2 separate regions of the Sus scrofa genome follow, and region 2 is linked to region 1. Evidence: chromatin contacts called from public Hi-C data. All regions are on one chromosome and are shown on one strand. Each heading gives the region's core, a stretch centred on a gene start, on an enhancer-like site or on the middle of the called end of the contact. The rest is flanking DNA. Distances are from core to core; before and after follow the strand shown.

Region 1 (2,911 bases), core at 381-2,880:
AGAGGAAGACAAATACCCTATGATATCACATATGTGGGATCTAAAATATGACACAAACTAACTTATTTACAAAACAGAAACAAATTCAAAGATACCTGACTTGAGGTTGACAAGGGGAAAGAATGGATTGGGAGTTTGGGATTAGCAGATGCAAGCTATTATATATAGAATGGATAAACAACAAGGTCTCACTGTATATATAGCACAAAGAATAATCCTCAATATCCTGTAATAAACCATAATGGAAAAGAACATGAAAAAGATACTTTGATATACAGCAGAAATTAACCCAACACTGTAAACCCACTATAGGTCAATAAAATAAATTATTAAAAGAGCACAGGCTAAAACAGATTCTCATCCCCTACCTCCTGATTTATTTTAACAATTCCTCACTAGTCTTCTTCCTTCTGGGGTCCCCCTGGCTTGCCTGTCTCCCCTTTCCAATTTGATTCCAGTCTCAACTCCCATAGTATTGCCAGAGTGAATTTTGTAAAAGATAAACTGTGTTTCTCAGTGGCTTAAAAATCTTCAAATCTCTGTAGCTTAAAATCCAGACTCTTCTGCAAAGGATCTAATGCTATTTGTCACGTAGCCCCTTTGTATATTTCTACCCTCTCATTCCATCTTGATTAACAAAGTATGAAGAAACTCCTTTACCTGCAATATACTTCTCGTGACTATTTGGTGGACTCTTCAACTTTCAACCTTAAGCTAGAACATGGTTCAACCTGTCAAGGCTTTTGTGACCTTTCCAAGTAAAATTATTATTCTGTCTGAATCCGTACCTACCTGAACCCAGGCACCTATTACTCTATATTACATTTATGTATTTTAAAGTCTAATCTCTCTAACAGACTTAACCATGTTTTCATGTTATGATTATTAACATTAATAAAACTAATACTAGCAGCTGGTAGAAGATAGATATTAAAAGAAAATACATAGGTAAAGAAATAAATACACAGAAAAAAAAAATCGTCTTCAAACTCAATCAGGGGAGGGAGGGTGGGAATTGTGCATAGTTATGATGACCTGTTTGGGCCTTGGTCACTCATACTGCTCCTTGTGGTTGAGATCACTTCATTCTTTCCTGGAGTTTCAACTTTTCTGTCTTCAGAAAGCACACGCCCCATCTTGGTCCTCACTGGGAGACAGCATTGTCTTAGCCACTAATCTCCCAGCCCAGGATCCAGAGCATCAGTGTCTAGATTCTAGAAACTGGGCTTCCTCCTTGTTTCTGGGACCCAGTGCCTACTCTTAGACTGCTTTGATGAACTTACTCCAGTGGCTGGGTCTTGTTATTATTTTTTTGTTTTGTTTTGTTTTGTTTGTTTTTTTTTGTATTTTTAGGGGCACACCCACGGCATATGGAGGTTCCAATCGGAGCTGTGGCCGCCGGCCTACGCCAGAGCCACAGCAACACCAGATCCCAGCCATGTCCGTGACCTACACCATAGCTCATGGCAACACTGGATCCTTAACCCACTGAGCAAGGCCAGGGATTGAACCCGCAACCTCATGGTTCCTAGTCAGATTTGTTTCCTCTGCACCACGATGGGAACTCCTGGGTCTTGTTATTGTTAATCAGCCTCCTGGTTGAGTCCCAAGCAATGCCCTGCCATTGTGATCCTGCTACCTGCCTGGAAGCCCCACCTGACAGTGCCTGCTCACCTAAATCTCTGAATGTGCTTGGCTGATGCAGTAAAAATATCCCAGATGGCACATCAGCTTTGTTTGGAGATGGCATCTGCTTAGGTAGATGGCAGTCCATAATCAACAGCCAAGAAGTATCTAGTTTTTCCAGGAGCTAGACACATAGGTAAATTGCATAGAGATATGATGGAGACCCTAATCCTTGCATTCTTAAAGCCTTTAAGGCCTACACCAAGATCCACAATCCTAGGAATGAGGTGTTTTTTTATGTTCTACTGTCCTGGTTGCTGCGGAAGCTCGGGCAGAGGATTCAAGAGACAAGACCATCAAGAAAACCTAAGGAGATTCCTCGATGTGTTCAATACAGATTATTATAACTTCTAGCATGATGTACATTGGACTAAAATTTAGTGTAAATAGAATAACACTGGGAAAATAAAATTTCAGTATGGAAAAGAGCATACATATAAAACTAAAAGAAATCCATTGTGATGCTCATTGAATTTTTGTCTGTGTGAATTAGGACAAGCCATACAACATATTGGGGATCTATTTTCTTAACTGTAAAATAAATAGAATTCACTCCAATTCAGCGACAGCAGCATAATTCTATGATTTTCTAATTATTTTCTTGATCCTATTGTAAAATAGTAGTAATTATAGGAATCTAGGAGGAAAGTTAAGAGCAGTAAAAATTTTAAGAATGGACTATCTTAAAATTTTAAAGAATATCTTATATTCCATAAAGGGTAAAAGGATTTTTTTGTAAAAATTAACTTTAAAACATTAAAAAGTAGAGCCTATACATTAGGTGTAAAATTATTATATGCCTTCTTTTATATATTTAGTTTTTCTTTTTTCATTTGCAGTTCCAGATAATGTTATTAGGCAAGTATCCACCAATTAGAAGGAATAATGTACTTTTGAGGATCTATGTTCACTAAGATCTTATGTTCCAGATATTTTTGCATCTATGAAATAGTTAGGTTGCACTTTGGACTACTCTTCTGTGATTTTTAAAAATAGAATGTTGTTTTTGAATAAAGACAATATATGTCTCATAATTTAAAAAAAACATGAATATTGGGAACTGAGAATGTGTCATTGATTAAAAATAGTCCATGTTCTGTAGCCCTGAGAAACTTAGAAGTGTGTCAAAGGACAAGGGGTAAAAAGCCATCCAGAAAAAAAGTGAGGACAATGTCCCTGGGCGTGATTCGAAAGGAAGCAAGAATGACATTTGTGGAATTTGGCA
Region 2 (2,700 bases), core at 15-2,514, 86 kb after region 1:
TAAGAAAACTATACCAGGCTCTTTAAATAACCATCAAACCAACACAAATACACAGATCTGGGAGAAGTTAAGAGGCTAGGAATTCTATGATTCATTTATGTTTTAGTGCAAAGTATTAGAAAAGCAACAATTTAAACTAAGATAGGAATTCCTGTCATGGCTCAGCAGTAACGAACCCAACTTGGGTCCATGATGATATGGGTTCCATCCCTGACCTTGCTCAGTGGGTTAAGGATCTGGCATTGCCATGAGCCGGGGTATACGTCACATACGTGGCTCGGATTCTACATTGCTGTGGCTGTTGTGTAGGCTGGCAGCTGTAGCTCTGATTTGATCCCTAGCCTGGGAACTTCCTTATGCCACAGGTACAGCCCTAAAAAGCAAAAACAAACAAACAAACAAACAATCAAAGATAAAAGGAGTGGACATTTTTATTTCATCAAGACTCCTTCTGGAGATCTCTTGTGGCCCAGTGGTTAAGGATTCAGCTTTATCACTGCAGTGGCTTGGGCTACTGCTGTGGCAAGGGTTCAAACCCTGACCTGGGAACTATGTCATGCTGAGGGAGTACCCCCCCAAAAAAAGACTCCTTCCTTTAAATCACACTATTCAGACCCCACCCTTCATACCTCTTAGAGAAGTAAACTTCCAGTGGGAGATCAGCTCCCACTCCCCTAAATGCCTGAAACTGCAAATTATAGCAATATGTAGCTTTGTATACAACACAAAAGTCAAATGACTGCAAATTGCAATGACTCAAACTAAGTATGATTGTACATTGTACTGTCTGTTTCATGCAATGTTGCACCAGATGACATTATTAAAACTGTGTTCATTATAACTTCCTCCTTTACAGTCCTTTTCCCCTCAGAGCAGAGTTACTCACTCAAAGCTTTAAATCTTCTCTGATAGTTCGTAGAATTTCTTGGGCCATGGTGGCATTTGAGAAGCCGATGAAAAATATAAATTCTTTCCAGCAGAAAGGGCATGATAAAATTCTCAATACCATTTTATTGCATTCAGGGGCTTCACTGGTACAGCTGGTCCCACAAGATTATGTCCATCTGAAGGAATTTCATGCCTTGGCTCCATTTTAGAAACATAGTTAAGGCCTAGTAAGAAGGCAAATAAATGCTTCTGCTTCTATTTTTCTTTGTATTCTTTTTCAGTAACTGAACCATTTGAACAGAACAGCAGGGTGGAGTCCATACCTGATAATGGGCAGGAAGAAAGCTGTCATTTCTGGAATTTTTCCATGACCTGGGGGGAACTAACATAGAACCAATGAGTTGTCTCTTGGCCAACTTTTATCTGAACAGAACCTCGAGCTCAGACATGCTCTTTCAGGAGATAAAGTAATGCTGTATAATTCCATCCTGATAATTTCCAGACTTTATTCCCAGGAGAAAAAGTTGATGAGATATTTCTCCCTTTAAGACTCGAGTAATATAGAATTGTAAAATGTACACTCACTAGAGGGTAATGGAGGAGCAGGAACTATGTAAAACCATTCTGGTAGCACTGAAATACCCCACCCACTTCCCTCTGGAACGACTGTTCCCTTCCCAGGCATGTACTGTGATTCACCTTTTGACCCAGGCTTACACCCTACTTCAGGGCTTGATCCTAACATGTATTCTTTTGTGATAAACTGATAAGAGAAGAAGGGTCCTTAGAGAGACTATGTATCTATCTAATTTGTTAACACTCATACTGGGGATTTACAATTGGTGGGGAGGGACTTGGGGGAAGATGAGACTTCTGGCATTTTAAAATCCATGAGGCAGCTCCACACTTGAGGTAACCTCTTGCTCCTGCCAACTGTGGATGGAGTATCTCAATTCATAGACAGAAAGGGCTATATCTGTTGAGTGGATGCTTTCCATGCCACTGGCAAGAATACATCTAGAAAATATGGAGGAAGTTTGGAACGCTTTTGCTTTTCCTTTTGAGGCAGAATAATAATTCAGGTAGTTAGTGCAGCAACATGGGCTTTGATATATTCTTTGATATGGTCATTGATTAACGTCTGTGACTTTTAAGAGTTCCAGGAAGTAGCATCCCCACAGGCCTCCAGAAGGATGTTAATCTCGAACCCACTCCTCAACTGATAGAAAAGGAATGAGGGGAATGGCAACTCCCAGTCTGGGGAAGAGAAGAACAAAGGAACCATAAGACTTATGGGATATATCTACCCTAAGACTCCTATAGGACAGGGACTGATGTAGGTAAACTGGTCAAGGCCAATGGGAAAAAGAACTGATAATCTGGACCCCATGTTGGTACTCCTATCTTTAAGAGATAAAAATCTCATAGAACAATAGAGAGGGAGACTCTTCCTCCCCCCTCCCAGCGTCTGTGCTGGGAGCTATTTGCTTTCCTGTGATAAAGACCTTTGCTTACTTGCTGCCTGTGCGTTGGTGAAGTTCATTCTTCGGCTCCATGAACAAGAACCTGGATTCCAATAACATCTTTCCAGTGACACTTTCATTTTGAAAAAAATAGATCCATGTTGTCTTCGAAAATGTAAAATTTCAAGCTCCTAAATCTTATTAAGTGTTTTTAAGATTTCCCTTATCTGTCTCACTTTACAGTAACATCAGGAAGTATTTCCATTTCATTTTTTTTTTAAATAACACCACCACTAGTCAGTTTCTCTATTCCCCTCTGACAACGCTCCCATCTCTACTCAGTGTCTTC

Evidence for each region. A called contact is a pair of places that touch in the nucleus more often than the background predicts.
Region 2: a Hi-C map of retroperitoneal adipose tissue shows a contact between it and region 1, with 1.6 times the contacts expected there. The contact joins two enhancer-like sites. A contact is called at or near these places in 5 of 47 Hi-C or Micro-C datasets (omental adipose tissue, psoas muscle, retroperitoneal adipose tissue and 2 more) and 2 of 2 datasets of contacts at active chromatin or transcription factors (alveolar macrophages and skeletal muscle).

Annotation. Positions count from the first base shown.
Region 1 is chr4:55,080,216-55,083,126 of Sscrofa11.1, forward strand. No RefSeq gene overlaps it. Among named protein-coding and RNA genes, the nearest start is that of FABP4, 15 kb to the right of the region's middle. Within about 2 kb of position 1,631, at least 1 of the 83 cell types and tissues checked has an H3K27ac peak or open chromatin away from gene starts, as enhancers often do. A contact at or near this core is called in retroperitoneal adipose tissue, where this site is marked.
Region 2 is chr4:55,166,722-55,169,421 of Sscrofa11.1, forward strand. No RefSeq gene overlaps it. Among named protein-coding and RNA genes, the nearest start is that of PMP2, 33 kb to the left of the region's middle. Within about 2 kb of position 1,265, at least 12 of the 83 cell types and tissues checked have an H3K27ac peak or open chromatin away from gene starts, as enhancers often do. A contact at or near this core is called in retroperitoneal adipose tissue, where this site is marked.